4 separate regions of the Mus musculus genome follow, and regions 2, 3 and 4 are each linked to region 1. The links are chromatin contacts, called in public HiChIP or PLAC-seq and Micro-C maps. All regions are on one chromosome and are shown on one strand. The core of a region is the stretch at or near the end of the contact, and the rest is flanking DNA. Distances in the headings are between cores, read along the strand shown.

Evidence for each region. Hi-C and Micro-C count contacts between places; a contact is called where the count stands out from the background. HiChIP or PLAC-seq counts read pairs in DNA pulled down with a chosen protein or histone mark.
Region 2: a contact with region 1 is called in a Micro-C map of embryonic stem cells. The contact joins the promoter of Ccin here to the promoter of Stoml2 in region 1. A contact is called at or near these places in 2 of 484 Hi-C or Micro-C datasets (the N1E-115 cell line and embryonic stem cells), 4 of 115 datasets of contacts at active chromatin or transcription factors (bone marrow-derived macrophages, embryonic stem cells, memory CD8 T cells and 1 more) and 1 of 9 other capture datasets (adipose tissue).
Region 3: a contact with region 1 is called in an H3K4me3 HiChIP or PLAC-seq map of bone marrow-derived macrophages, with 10 times the contacts expected there. The contact joins the promoter of Glipr2 here to the promoter of Stoml2 in region 1. A contact is called at or near these places in 4 of 39 promoter capture datasets (the C10 cell line, the HPC-7 cell line, maxillary cranial neural crest and 1 more), 3 of 484 Hi-C or Micro-C datasets (the G1E-ER4 cell line, the N1E-115 cell line and erythroblasts), 4 of 115 datasets of contacts at active chromatin or transcription factors (bone marrow-derived dendritic cells, bone marrow-derived macrophages and embryonic stem cells) and 2 of 9 other capture datasets (adipose tissue and liver).
Region 4: an H3K27ac HiChIP or PLAC-seq map of microglia shows a contact between it and region 1, with 6 times the contacts expected there. The contact joins the enhancer-like site here to the promoter of Stoml2 in region 1. A contact is called at or near these places in 14 of 39 promoter capture datasets (the C10 cell line, the HPC-7 cell line, HPC-7-derived erythroid cells and 8 more), 1 of 15 datasets of contacts at CTCF or cohesin (large pre-B cells), 7 of 484 Hi-C or Micro-C datasets (CD8 T cells, embryonic stem cells, myeloid progenitors and 4 more), 20 of 115 datasets of contacts at active chromatin or transcription factors (SST interneurons, bone marrow-derived macrophages, embryonic forebrain and 11 more) and 5 of 9 other capture datasets (adipose tissue, embryonic stem cells, liver and 2 more).

The regions. Positions count from the first base shown.
Region 1 is chr4:43,029,488-43,033,081 of GRCm38.p6, reverse strand. It overlaps Stoml2 (stomatin (Epb7.2)-like 2), which reads left to right and starts at 1,698. Exons shown (of 10, transcript NM_023231.2): 1 at 1,698-1,753; 2 at 1,974-2,111; 3 at 2,547-2,646; 4 at 2,784-2,842; 5 at 2,932-3,033; 6 at 3,178-3,312; 7 at 3,445-3,589. The coding sequence starts at 1,709. It overlaps Fam214b (family with sequence similarity 214, member B), which reads left to right. Exons shown (of 9, transcript NM_001253353.1): 9 at 1-668.
Region 2 is chr4:43,981,457-43,985,050 of GRCm38.p6, reverse strand. Ccin (calicin) reads right to left here and starts at 1,547. Exons shown (of 1, transcript NM_001002787.2): 1 at 1-1,547. The coding sequence starts at 1,456.
Region 3 is chr4:43,955,714-43,959,307 of GRCm38.p6, reverse strand. Glipr2 (GLI pathogenesis-related 2) reads right to left here and starts at 1,606. Exons shown (of 5, transcript NM_027450.3): 1 at 1,535-1,606. The coding sequence starts at 1,547. It overlaps Gm30377 (a long non-coding RNA gene), which reads left to right. Exons shown (of 4, transcript XR_881223.2): 2 at 1,822-1,918; 3 at 2,925-3,096; 4 at 3,375-3,590.
Region 4 is chr4:43,545,745-43,549,338 of GRCm38.p6, reverse strand. It overlaps Tln1 (talin 1), which reads left to right. Exons shown (of 57, transcript NM_011602.5): 16 at 1-18; 17 at 155-253; 18 at 1,193-1,360; 19 at 1,543-1,837; 20 at 2,423-2,589; 21 at 3,351-3,479. Among named protein-coding and RNA genes, the nearest start is that of Tln1, 15 kb to the left of the region's middle. Within about 2 kb of position 1,963, at least 8 of the 459 cell types and tissues checked have an H3K27ac peak or open chromatin away from gene starts, as enhancers often do. A contact at or near this core is called in bone marrow-derived macrophages and microglia, where this site is marked.

The sequences.
Region 1 (3,594 bases), core at 449-2,948:
GTCGGGGCAAGGGGAGAGCTGCTCTCCTCTGGCTAAGGGCAGAGGGTTTATTCCAGAGGAACTGAGTCACTTAGCCAAAGACTCAGCTTCCCTCGGCTTTCTCTATTCCTTTTCCCTTTCCTGCCCTTCAACCCATCTTCGAAAGCCTGTATGTGTGGTGTGTGTGTGTGTGTGTGTGTGTGTGTGTACAGCTGTGTGCGTGCATACAAACTTGGGTTTGTGTAGGGTGTGTGTGTGAGAGAGAGACAGAATGTGCATGTATGTGTAACACAGGGGTTTAGCCACCTCTTACCTAGGGCTCAGACTCACTTGTCCCTCTCCTCCTGCCTGTGTCTCCTTGCTTTGGTGTCCTGACTGAGGAAGGTGTCCAGGGACAGAGTCAGGCCTAAGGACTGGGGAACCTCCTCTCACCTGACCAGACTCTGACCCACCTACCTCAGCTGGGATGAGGGGTGCCCCTCATTCAGTCACATGGTTCCCAGTTACTCCACTCCTCACTTAAGACTCTGACCCAGCCTCAACCCTTAACTCTTGGGGCTTGGCTGAGGGGAACAAGCATTTGCTGAAACTTGAAAAACAAAACAAACAAACAAAAAAATGGGAAAAATTGTACCTGGTACATTTTTTAAGGAAAAAAAAAAGAATAAATTCTTGTTTGGAAACTTGAACTAACCTCTACTTTTTTTTGTGTTCAAGAGGATGGAGATGTGGGGCCTAAAGGGAGCTGGAATTCTGGCAACAAGCTCAAACCCATGAGATCTTAGGCTGGGATGAGCTGAGTCTTGGACCATAGTCTTAGTCCTTTTTGTATAAGGTGCTGGGGGCTGGGTGGGTAAAGTGAAGCTACAGAGGCTAAACTCTGAGAATCTGGATTCTTACACTGATTCTGTAGTTTAGCCCCATCAGAACCTCAGTGTCTGTATATGTAAAATGAAGGAGGAGGAGGAGAATGAGAAGAAGGAGATGAGGGGGGATACAGGCCTCTTAAAGCTTGTATTTGAGAGAGTGTCAGAGACCTGAGCAAGGTTGATGTGTTTCAGACAAAAATGAAAGGCTGAGGCTCTTTGTTTCCCTCTGTATGTAAGGGGATCATGCCTGACCGTTTCTGGCTCAGAAAAAAATATGAAAAAGAGCTGTTGATGCCTTGGGAAAAGAGGGAAGGGAGAAATCTCCGCCCAGTCCTAAGGTAAAGTTAGGCCTCCTAGTTACCATGACAACGGGAATGGGGTCAGTCCCCAGTGGGAGAGCTGGGCACAACAGCATGACTACCCAAGAATGTCACTATGGCAACCACGGGCAACTACTGAGCGCCAATCCAATCCATTGTCGTTATGGTGACAGATTAGGACAGTTATACACGAGCTGGAGGGTAAACTGAGTCACGGCTGTGGGTACAGAATTTGGTGGGCGGTGTTCCTGTACCACTTGCGGACGGAATATTGCCTCAATTTCTACCACAATGCCCAGGAGCTTCGTAGTTTTTGAGAACCAGAACAAACTTGCACTCTCGGGCTCTCTCTTCAAAGCCTACGTTTCCCAGGGAACGATTTGACGGACGCCGACTAGTGGGGATGGGAGGGTGGACTAATACGCCGGAAGTACGTCGGGCGGAGTGGACCAGCTGAAGGAAGGGCTCGGGTTCAGGCTTCACAAGAGGCCGCTCTGCCCCACCTCTCGTTGGTTCCGGAGGTCGCCGAGGCTGTGGGAAATGCTGGCGCGCGCGGCGCGGGGCACTGGAGCCCTTTTGCTGAGGGTGAGAGCGAGGCAACCTTCACCAGAGGCTCGGGACCGACATCACCTGGGTCTTGAGCTGGGAAGGAGTGGGCTTCTAACTTTGGGGGAAGGACTGTGGTCACAGGTCATGGTCCCCACGTGAATCACTCTCCGGGGACCCTTGGGGGGGGTGTCGAGATCTAGGGAGAGGGATTTAGGGATCCGCGCCTGGTCCCCAGCCTACTCTCGTCTTCCTTCAGGGCTCGGTGCAGGCTTCTGGCCGCGTTCCGCGCCGCGCCTCCTCTGGACTGCCCCGAAACACCGTGATCCTGTTTGTGCCTCAGCAGGAGGCCTGGGTGGTGGAGCGAATGGGCCGATTCCACCGGATCCTGGAACCGGTGAGAACCTCTCTTGCCCGCCCTCAGCCAGCCAGATCGTCTGATCGTTTACTCGTGTGGAAGTGGGACTTCCGTCGGGGCCTGTCTGCACTTCTAACCTGCGAGGACCAGTTCTAGCAGAGCCCAGTCTCCTGAACACCACCTCCGTGTTTCCCCGCTTTCCTAATACCCTAGTGACCCATAGGCTTCATTCCTGGAGCTACCATACTCTAAAGGCAGCAGCTCTTGCTGGCTTCCATTCTTGACATTCATAAGCCTAGTCTTATCTTTTTGTACTCTTAGGTTTCCCTACCAGTGACACCCCAGCCTTTGAGGCCATGATAGGAGGGATTGCTTCTCTATGTTTATACGTGACTTACTACTTACTCCAGACTTAGCTTAGAGTTCAAGTTTACTAGCCTCACCCTTCTGAGAATCTATGGCTCCTCTTCTCAGGGCCTGAACGTCCTGATCCCCGTGTTAGACCGAATCCGGTATGTGCAGAGTCTCAAGGAAATTGTTATCAACGTGCCTGAGCAGTCAGCCGTAACTCTTGGTGAGAGCGATGGGGTGACAGGGATGTGCTAAGTGCGCTAGGATGTGGTTGCTATAGATCCAGGGCTTAGGAGAAAGAGCTGGTTGGGACTTAGAGGTCTGACCGACAGTTTTTTTCTCTTCTGTTTGCTCCTGCAGACAATGTAACACTACAAATAGATGGAGTCCTTTATCTGCGCATCATGGATCCTTACAAGGTATCTGCCCTGGGTTTATCTAGTTTTCTGAACTGCCTCTTCCTTAAAATCCTGCATCTTCAGTTCTGATCCTATACCTGCCCTTTCAGGCAAGTTACGGTGTGGAAGACCCAGAGTATGCTGTCACCCAGTTAGCTCAGACGACTATGAGATCAGAGCTTGGCAAACTCTCTCTGGACAAAGTTTTTCGGGTAAGCGGATCTGGGCTGGAGTAAGGGCTTAAGTGCATAAACTGTTGACTCTTTCCTGGGGAGCAAGGTTAGCCAGGGGCCTTCCCAGTTTAGGCTTTTGATAGAGACACTGACTTGTGCTGCTCACAAGTTCTGTTCATCTAGGAGCGTGAGTCCCTGAATGCCAACATTGTGGATGCCATCAACCAGGCTGCAGACTGCTGGGGTATCCGATGCCTGCGATACGAGATCAAGGACATCCATGTGCCACCTCGAGTGAAAGAGTCTATGCAGATGCAGGTAGGGAAACAGATTGGGTTACTCCAGTTCCACTGGGACTAGAATCCCCTATTGTGGGAGATAGAGTTGTATGTAAGTCCTGGTTAGAGATTCTCCTGCCTTCTTTTTGATGGGGGTCATTGGGGCTTTCAGGTAGAGGCAGAGCGCCGGAAGCGGGCCACAGTTCTAGAGTCCGAAGGGACACGAGAGTCAGCTATTAATGTGGCAGAGGGGAAGAAACAGGCCCAGATTCTGGCCTCCGAAGCAGAAAAGGCTGAACAGATAAATCAGGCGGCAGGTGAG
Region 2 (3,594 bases), core at 298-2,797, 950 kb before region 1:
GCCGGTGGCTGTGTACACGAAGGATGTTGTCCTGATGGAACGAGAGCAGGGGCCGGTGGTTGAATTCGATGGGGAAGGTGATACACTGGACCACTTCCCCCGTGCAGGTGTCAAAGCAGTCCACTACACCGACCCGGGAGATGTAGCCCTTCACCAGGCATCGCCCAGTGACAATGTACAGGTTCCGGTCACCCTTAGTGATGACTGCTGTCCCGTCCATAGGGATGCTCATCTTCCCCGCCAAGCACCAGGCTTCCTTGCGTTCATCATAGCGATAAATGTTAGAGACGTACCGGCGTGGGGCAATGCTCCCACCCACTGAGTAAACTGTTCCCCCGCAGGTCACCATGGTGTGGAAGACAAGCCCAATGGGCAGGTCAGGTAGCTTGGTCCAGGAGTTGTCGTCCATGTCATACCGCCACGCTGTCTTCAGTCCTGAAATCTGCTCAGTGGTGCCACCGGATATGTAGATGTAACGGCCAGCAGCAGTGGCACTGAGCGCGGCTGCCCGGTATGGCATCTCTGAGAGCTTCAGCCACAGGTTCTCCTGGATGATATAGGCAAACACCCCATCGTTGAACTTACCGTGGGCCTTCTGGCCACCCAGGATGACCACCGAGTCAAGCAGGGCCCCTTTCCGCTGGTAGCTCAGCAGGCTGCACGGGCGCTCCTGCTTGCGGTCCATCAGGACACTTTCGATCAAGGTCGCGTGGGCAGAGTTGTTCTCCAAGCCAACCAGCTTGTTGCTGGCAAACATCAGCGTCTTGTTGGAGACCGCATTGAGATTGATGTAATTGAAGAACTTCTTGAAGTATTTTTCCCGCTCCTCCTTCCGGAAGTACACCCAACTGATGAGTGCGCTGAGCGCCTGGTCCTCGTTGAGCACGTGGAGGTTTTCATCCCGGAGCAGGCGACCGAAGATGACGGGTGGGCAGCGCATGAAGTGCATAGAGCCCTCGGGACTGGCCCAGAAGTGGAAGTTGTCACGAATGCCAGAGTAGGCCAAGTCTGATACTTCTTTGAGCTCGAACAGCTCAGCCAAGAAGAGGTAGCGCAAGCAGTTGACGCGGCGAATAGACTTAATAAGGAAGTCATTGCAGTGAATCCGAAGGCGTGGGGTATTGAAATACTGTGCGCCCCGGAGCAGCTCCTCCACGTTCTGCTCTGAGATCACCACTTTGCCGCTGTAGAAGTAATCCAGGAGCTGGTCCACCGTGGCTGGGCTCAGGTAGTTGGGGTCGATGGTGATGTAGAGTTCATCGGTGGTCTTCATGTCGTTGCTGGAGATGAGGCTTTTCACTAGTGGAGAGACGGCAGCCAGCACGTTGCGATGTGCGAAGAAGACATGATGGTCCACAGTCAGGGCCATGTCCCAGTACTCTTTACGCTTCCTCTGTTTGTTCAGGTTTTGCAGCACAAAGCTGTTGTAGTTTTTCTCTGTGAATTCCAGTTTCATGGTGCTTCTTGTTGGCCGAGACAGAAGATTCGTAGCAGGTACCGGAGGGCAGACTTTTCCAGGCCTTTGGGGTTTGTACTGATGGTTGTTTGCAGAGCAGCTGACCAGAGAGGAGTGGGCGTGGGAGAGAGGGTGACGTCATAGAATGGATGAGGTCATCATAATGTAGCCCCCTCCCCGCCCCCAGGCCTTTCTCTCCCCAGAGCTTCAGAGGAAGCTCTGGAATGGGGCCACGGTGTCCCCCTGGGCCTTTCAAGTCACAGTCCTCGGCTTCGCCGGGAATGTTCGAACTGGTTTGGGTGGGGCAGAGAGCAGCTGTGGAGAGGGAAAATTTAGGGTGGGAGGAGAGGTTACCATGATCTAGAAGCCTCCCTTTTAACCAGAAGGCTGAAGTCCTGCTGAGGAAGGACTCCCCCTGTCACAGAGGCAGTTAGAGGCAGAGCAAACCTGGAACTCCCACAGTGTGGGGCGTTACAACCCTTTCACCCCTTCAGGAAGTGGGGACCAGACAGTTTTCATGGTTCAATTCTTAGGCCCTGAAGGCCCTTTTTTCTACCAAGGTTCCTGGACGTCTGAGAAGACAAACCCTCTGGCTTCTGATCTCTGTAGTCAGAATACAGTTTTCATGGAGAAGTGGGTGACACTCACTGGAGCAGAAATGGAGGGGCCAGCCAGCCCTAGGAAGATGGGAGGACTTGGAAACGCCAGTACCAGGTTTCCAACCTCCCATACCAGGTTTGGAAACTTCCCATACCAGGTTTCCAAGTATCTAGTAAAATGCTGGGGAAATGCCTGATTCGGCCTCTCCACTCCGAGTTTCTTAGACCAGTTCACTCAGGCCTCAGATTCCTCTTCTGTGAGATGAGAATACTCGCTTCAAAGTGCAGCAGGCACAGCGCTTAGCTTACAGCAAACGTTCCAATAAATGCCAGTTCTTGTTTCTTAGTTGATATAACCACAGCTGTGGGCATCCCCGAAGCCCTCGACGGGTTATAGGAGCCTGCTTCGGCCGCACGGTGGCGCTGCAGGGTCACCTCCTGGCCAGAAGCACGCCGCCTCCGTGCTCAGCTTCTCCAATGGCGTAGAGAGGAAACTCACCCGCCCCGGGGCGTCCCTTTCTGCCTGCTTTGTCCCGCCTAGGGCTCCTTTGTGTAGGAGCGACTCTGAAACTCATACGTCTGGACCCGGGGCTCACAGTGTGGCAGACCCACACCTGTTCTCATTTTACAGATGTGGACAGAGCCCGGCAATGGTGTATGACCAAAGCCACCCTGGGACCTCTTAGGAAGAACCGTGCCATATGGTCACTTGTACTGGTCAGGAGGACCTGACTGCAGACCCCATCTCCACTGTGGGCTCCAAGCCTCACTCCAGACCTTCTGGTCCTCCTGAACGCCCCTCCCAGAGTGACTGTCAGCTCCATACCCACCACTCTCCAGCCCTCTTGCTGGCTTGGATTCTCATTCATCTTTCCATCCCACACCTAGCCTTTTCCTTATCTAGGAACTTGGTAATTTAAAGTTTGTTTGTTTGCTTGTTTGTTTTTGTTACAGGGTTTCTCTGGGTAGCCTTGGCTGTCCTGGAACCTCTATGTAAACTAGGCTGGCCTTGAACTCAAGAGATCTACCTGTCTCTGCCTCTCAGGTGCTAGGATTAATTGAAGTTTTGTTTTTTTTTTTTTTTTAAACAATTATACTTTAATAGTGAAGTTACACATCTTGATACCTGACTTCTGGGGCAGATAGTCTCTTTGGATGTGATGCCTGTGAAGGGGTTAGAACTTCTGTCCCCCTGCTTGGGGTACTTAGGTTCCAGCCCCACTTCAAAGAACTCCCTATGTGGCTGAGCTCAGTTCCCCACTACCTAGTCTCTCTCTCTGTCTCTCTCTGTCTCTCTCTCTGTGTGTGTCTCTCTCTCTGTGTGTGTGTCTCTGTCTCTCTTTCTCTCAGGGAATTTCAGCTCTGCACGCTTCTCCAGGTCTCATCACCTGAGAAACAGGGGCCACTTGGCCAGAGGAAGCATCGTGAGTCTGATAAGGATGCCTGAATCCAGTGGCATCCTGACTGTCAGACCCCACTTCCTGGGACATTTACCGGAAGCAGAAGGTCATCAGATCCCAGAGCACCAGGACAGAAATG
Region 3 (3,594 bases), core at 357-2,856, 930 kb before region 1:
TTGCTCTTTTAATTACACGGCATATTTTTTCCATTACAAAGGATCATATGGGACACTGTCTTTGTACAGATGGGTAAACTGAGGCACGGAGGAAGGAAAAAATATGCTTAATATCACATAGCAAATGATCAATAGGTCCAGCATCGAAAGCCAGGCATGTCACTTGGAAGAAAAGCAAGTTAGGACCAGGTCACAAAAGACCACACACCCCATGTATCTCTTGAGTCTAGGTCCTGGAGGATAGACAGCTCCATGAAGGGACTCAGCCATCCTCACCTGAGGCTGACAGCCCACTGACTCCACTGAGTAGTTGTCAACCTGTGGGCTGCGACCCCCTGGGGTTGGTGACTGCCCCCCCCGGGGGGCCACACATCATATAGTATTTATATTCCGAATCATAATATCAAAATTACAGTTATGAAGTAGCAACAATGTAATTTTATGGTGGAAGGCGGGTCGCCAGAAGGTGAGGGACTGAATTAAAGGGTTGTAGCATCAGCAAAGTCGAGAGCCTCTGCTTTAGAGCCTCCCATGAGGCACGGATGATATTCTAATAAATAGGAAGCCTTGATGCCCACGAGGGAGGAAACTGAGGCAAGAAGATCTATTGCCCACCTGTCCCTTATCTATGCAGGAGTGACAACAAATGACACAGGGTGTGGGCTGTCCCTCTGAAGGAGGAGGGAGAGATTATGGATGGGACCCCCTGCTATCACAGGAGTTGAACACAGAAGGATGGGAAGGGTTTCAGGCTGGATGATGGGAGTAGTGAAGACTGGACCGGGACACGGAGGGGAAAGGACCTGAGTGCCTGCCTGCCAGCCAGCGCAGCTGTGTGGCAGAGGGGGTGCTGTCAGTGGCCAGAGAGCCGACAATGGGGTGGAAGGTGACAAAAACAAGGAGCGACAGGAAAACGGCTTTTCAGAAACGTAAACTTTACAGCCACAGGAGTGAGGGTGGGCGGCAGCAGGGCAGAGATCACAGGGGAAGTAGCTCTGCACAGCACCCAGCCTGGCACGGAGGGGCCTCAGGAGGTGAGCGAGAAGGAGACGAAAAGGAGTCTCAGAGCTGCCTTTAGTTGGGTGGAACCAGACTAGTTGCTTCGCAGCCTGGGATGCTGCCACGGTTTGGTGTCTTTTTCCCACTGTAACTTTGTCTTCCTCTGGACAAAGCATAGCCACGCCTAGGCAGGCTCAGCTATCCCCATCAGCGCTTAGAAACCCTCGCTGACGCAATCCCTGGCTCGCAGCCAAAGGGACCCTCCATCTCATTCCCCTCATTCTTTCTCTCCTAGCCGGTGTTCTTACCGCTACCTCCGCGCCACCCACCCCACCCCCTGGTTGAACCAGAAACAGCCGCTCCTCGGAACTTTGCTATGCGCGCTCTCCATCCCGCACCCAGGGATCCCGCATTGCAGCGAGAGTGACAGGGACTTTCCAGGGGCTCCCAGGGGATCATGCTCCAGATGGGGCAGGGTGACGGCGAGGGTCTAGGCGTCATCCCCGCTCCCCGGAGGGCCGTATGGGTGGCTCACCTGATTTGCCCATGGCCTGCTGTGTGCGCTCCTCCGCTCCGCTGCGGCTGCGTTGCGCTGCGCTGGCTAGCGGGGTCCCAGCAGCTGGCCGGGGCCGGGAGGGGCAGGGGCGGCCACAGCCACTCCCCCGGCGCCGCCCGGCCCCGCCTTATAAGGCAAAGGCAGCTGCAGGCGGAGGCGCAGGGGGCCACCCCTAGAATTCATTTGGCCGGGTGGGATTCCGCCGCTGGCTAGGGCGGTCCAGATGTGGATACGAATGCTGATTCTGAGCGTGCCTTGTCTCCTAGAGCAGCAAGTGCGCGCGCAAGACCTAGGGGCGTCCACGCCTTCCCTGTAGTTCCCCACGGTTCCCGCGCGACCGACGCCTGGAGAAGGCCTGGTGAGGTACGGTTCCCTCCGGCGCCACCAGGGGTCGGTAACCTCCCAGACTCAGTCTTTGGCAACACCACCCCCTCCCAGATCCCCAAAGTTCTGCTTCCCCTTCCCAGTGACACCATGCTCCAATCGCAGCTTCTTAGGACCCTGTCCCGCTATGCATCCCCAGGTTGTAACTGAACACTTTCCGGCCCTCCAACTCCAACCGCCCCAGGGTGGTGCCGCTGCCCGACTTGGACCTATCCTCTTGAACCCCACTGCCTTTGAGACCAACCCAAATTCCCCACCTGAGTTTGGATCCAGCACCCCCACATGTTGGCGTCATCTAAACCGAGACCCCCTGGTTAATTCAAAACACATTTTTCTCACCATAAAAAGTTAATGATTCACAGATTACAAGGACACTTTGCCTCCCCCTCCCTGGATACATATATATTTAAAAGATACATTTATTTGGGCCAGACATGGTGGCTCATGCCTTTATTCTTAGCACTTGGGAAACAGAAGCACGCAGATCTCTGTGAGTTAAGATTGGCCTGGTCTAAACAGTGAGACTTTACCTTTGTGCCCTACATAGCCGAGAATGATTTTAAAGTTCTGATCTTCCTGCTTCTACCTCCCTAGTGCTGTGACCACAGACACCCCCAGCAGTACCTATTTCTATGAATTTAAATGTATTTTACTTTTAGGTTATTGTTTGTCAGATGGAGTCTCGGTGTACCTCCCATTGTAGGTCAGGTCTGTACCACCACACCTGGCCAGACCCTGCAGCACGGAGCTCAGATGTATCCAGTAGGTTAGCGCAGAGCTAAATGCACGCCCGCCCACGCCCACCCCCCAGCCATTCCCTCTCTCCATGGCCAGCAAATACACTTCCCACATCCTAGCACTTCCAAGCAGGAGTAGAGTGGATACTGGTACTCATCTGACTTAAACGAGCTTTTAGTGCTGGGTTGGGATTCTGACTCTGTTCAATTCTCTGTTCCATTTTGCCGACAAATTCCGATGGAAATAGTCAAATGACCCAGGAAAAGTCCCTGTCACACCTAGAATCTCTAGAAAGCTATTTCAGAGGAACCAGAACTGCAAGGCCCTAAGGAGACAGCTGAGCACAGAGGAACCGCCTACTGCGTGCAGAGGACAAGCATCAGGCATACGTACACCATGTACAGAAGTGTCACCAGAAGGTGAGTGAGCAGGCTGGAGATCTGGCTAGGCTAAATTCCTGCCTCTGGGCAGTACAGTTTATGGTTGGTGTGCCGTGTGCTCTGTCCACCGGTTTTGCCAGCTGCATGCAGGTAGTGTGCCAAATCGACTGAAGTGCCGTTAAAGCTGATTTCTACTAAGGGCAACTGGGAGGCTGGAGAGGAAGGTAATGCCTTAGCCAGCAAAGACCAGAGACAAGCCATAACAAAGATCAGACACCAAGAGGAGAGATTAACCCAATTTCTGTTTTGTTACCTAGCCTGGGCTCACGTCAAACTAGCCATGTAGCTGAGGATGGCCTGAACTCCTTATTCTCCCGACAACAGCTCCTAATCAGTTTCATCAATTTTTGTTGGGTTTGTCTCACTGAAGAACTTTGAACCGGACCCTAGTGAGCGGGGCTGTAGTGAGAGCCGGAGAGATGGCTCAGCGGTTAAGAGCACTGACTGTTCTCCCAGAGGTCCTGATTTCAAATCCCA
Region 4 (3,594 bases), core at 714-3,213, 520 kb before region 1:
CAGCCCGCCAGCGCTGAGGTCAGAGGCCACAGGGCTGTGGTGAGGGTGGACACAGGGTTCCACCCCGAGAAGGCAGTGTGACCCAGGAGCTAGTGAGACCTGTGGGTCCATGGCCAGCGTCAAGCAGCTTCTGACAGGTGTGCACTCTCCACAGCCCCGTCAGAACCTGCTGCAGGCAGCCGGGAACGTGGGCCAGGCCAGTGGGGAGCTGTTGCAGCAAATTGGGGAAAGTGACACTGACCCCCACTTCCAGGTTGGTGATAAACCCAGCTCCCAGAGCCCCACTCCTAGGAGAGAATCTCTGACCCGAAATCTAGAGCTTAGTCCTTCTTTCTGTGAATTGACCTATCCAAACCAGCCCAATCATGTTTCCAGATATGATACTGAGAACTTCTAGTCCCATGGGGGTGAGAATTCAGAACAAATGTAATCCCCTGGTTCAATTTGCCCTTGATGATGTTCTTAGCCCTGACTCCCCTGTACATAGCCCAGCTTTAAGCTATCTCAAGACACCCCTGCCACACTGAGGATGATGTCCTTCGAGCTACCCCTTCCCTTCCCCCACCCCAGCCAAGTTGCCTCAGCTGACTTTTCACCCTGGATTTCCATACAGATGTGTGTACCCAGAGGGGCTGGGGCTCCATCTTCCCCCGATTCCCCTACGGTAACGGTCTCTGGCCTGGGCCTTCCCAGCTTGGTCTTCTCTGAGCCGCATACACTCGCTTCCACGCCTCTTCCTCACCCTCCCAGGGGAACAGACATGATGGGAGATGGGGAGGCCTAGACTGACAGGGTTGAAGAAAAGAAATCAGATAGGGTAGGACAGGGTCTCGCTCCCAAACCTGCAGATGACTCCTTGCACCCTGAGATTGAGTAGCATGGAGATAGGAAATGCCCATCCAGTGTACCGCCTGCTCCTCCCTCCCCATCACTGTCCGAGTGTATCCGCCTCATGCCTCTCTCCCTTTGGTATAGATTCTGTTTCTGTTGGTGAGGGTTTGTTCTCGGTGAGCGTCTCTCCTTCTGGGTGCTCAAGGTAGAGGGGCTTGGGATAGGTTCTAAATGCTTGTGCGTATACTGTCCTCTGATTGGAATCAGCGGGAATAATGAAGCCGCTTACGCCTGTGAGAAGTGTCCGTGGGTTCTATCTAAGTTCAGTCTCAGGTCTCACTGGCCACTTTCTTGCCCTCAGGATGTTCTAATGCAGCTAGCAAAGGCAGTGGCAAGTGCTGCAGCCGCCCTGGTCCTCAAGGCCAAGAGTGTGGCCCAGCGCACAGAGGATTCCGGGCTTCAGACCCAAGTGATTGCTGCAGCTACGCAATGTGCTCTGTCCACTTCCCAGCTGGTGGCCTGTACCAAGGTGAGCCCAGATTTGCGGTATCCCCTGCCTCTGAATAATATTACCAGCATATGTACACAAACCTCTCATTCTATCTCTGACTCCTGGGGCCTCAGCACCACCCCAGTGACTACCAGGAAAACTGCAGAGACCCATCTCACAGCTCCTCTGTTGCCTGCATGTCTGAAATTCTTTTCTCATAGGTGGTAGCACCTACAATCAGCTCACCTGTGTGCCAAGAACAGCTAGTCGAGGCTGGGCGACTGGTGGCCAAAGCTGTGGAGGGCTGTGTGTCTGCCTCGCAAGCAGCTACAGAAGATGGACAGCTGCTTCGAGGGGTAGGAGCAGCAGCCACGGCTGTCACCCAGGCCCTCAATGAGCTGCTGCAGCACGTGAAGGCCCACGCCACCGGAGCTGGGCCTGCCGGTCGGTATGACCAAGCCACTGATACCATCCTCACCGTCACTGAAAACATCTTCAGCTCCATGGGTGATGCTGGTAAGAGTACTCGCCTCCGGGGAAACAAAAGCCCCGGCATGGGTCCCCCACACCCATGGGCATACCTTATAGATCCAGCCACCCAGCCTCTGAGGATCAGCACAGTGGCCTTTCTAGCTCTGTCCCTCTGGGCTCATTGGTCAGTCTAAAGCCTCCACTTCCCCATTGGTAAAGCAGAAGTATAAGCCTTGTTCTGTTTCCTTGGCGCACTTTAAAAAGAGACCAAGTTTATGCGCAGTAGTAGGTGGCAAGGTGCATGGTTAAGAGCTAGCTAGGCTTGTAAACAGGGAAGGAGACGGGGAAATTAGCCTCTCCACTTCAGCTTCCTACCCCGAACCACTCAAAGGAGACTGCCTCATCCTCTCAAGACATGCACTAGAAATACTAGCTGGAAACTGGCCCTTCCTCTCATGGGACCTCACCGGGAGATCTGTCCTGAGATCTTAACCCAGGAACCTGGACCTCAGGGGAAATCGTTTGAGACCTTTGCCAGTCTCTTCTCTGTTCCGGAAAGCCCACTCACCCTCCTCCCTATCCTCTGTCAGTGTCTCTGGCTTTCTTACCTGCGGCTCTCCTGTGTTCTAGGGGAGATGGTGCGCCAGGCCCGCATCCTGGCCCAAGCCACCTCAGACCTGGTCAATGCTATCAAGGCCGATGCTGAGGGGGAGAGTGATCTGGAGAACTCTAGAAAGCTCCTGAGTGCTGCCAAGATCCTCGCTGATGCCACCGCCAAGATGGTGGAGGCGGCCAAGGTACAAAGTCGGTTTCTCTACAGACCCTGAAGGGGAGGTGGGAGTGGAGAGGGCCAGCTAGGGCCTTGTCTGATGGGATGACCCACCCCAGGAAAGCAGAAAGTAGAAGAGAATAGATAAGGAAACTGCCAGGAAGGTCCTGGCTCCCAGCCTGCAGGTCGGCCACCAGCCAAGCATATAGCCATGTGACTGACTCTCACAGTGCACTCTGACCATGGGGGTCCGCATTCTTCTTTCATGTTGAAGGTCTGCTGTCCCCACTTTCCTTGGGTTGCTGCCACATCTGCTTGCTCTCTGTTCTTGGTACCCTGTGAAGGCAGAGAGCCTTTTGGTTTAGAGGTCTCCACTAGCCATACAGAATAGGATCACATTAGACATTGACACCCCAGGTGTAAAGACCATCAGAGGGGACCACCCGCCAAAGGTCCCCTGGGCTTTGCAACTGCTACAGATTCCTGAGGTCCCTTCTCCAGAGAGTCTTCCCCTCCCCAGGCCTGCCTGCTCACACTGAGTTAATCACACGGAGAGTTCTGTAGGACAGGCGTAGTTCCAGTGAAAGATTCACATCCTAGTGGCAATGAGGTACCCGGGGACCCCACAACCTGTCCTTTCTGAAACAGTTTTCAGCTCTCAGCAGTTAAAGCCTCAGTGAAGGTAATTCGAAATTAGATCAGGAAAACAAATGAGTTTTAAACTGGACTTAGAGGATTGAGAAAAGAGTGTATTTGAATCAAAGTGATGGTGGATGACGCTCCTCTCAGGGAGCAGCCGCCCACCCTGACAGTGAGGAACAGCAGCAGCGACTGCGTGAAGCAGCTGAGGGGCTTCGCATGGCCACCAATGCAGCTGCGCAGAACGCCATCAAGAAGAAGTTGGTGCAGCGCCTGGAGGTGAGGCTGGGGATCTGGGCAGGGTCTGGAAGGATAAATGGTGGATACAGTGGGAGGGGTGCCAGGGATGGATGGTTGCCTTAGGGTGTAGTGAGGGCCTGGGAATGCCTGGCCT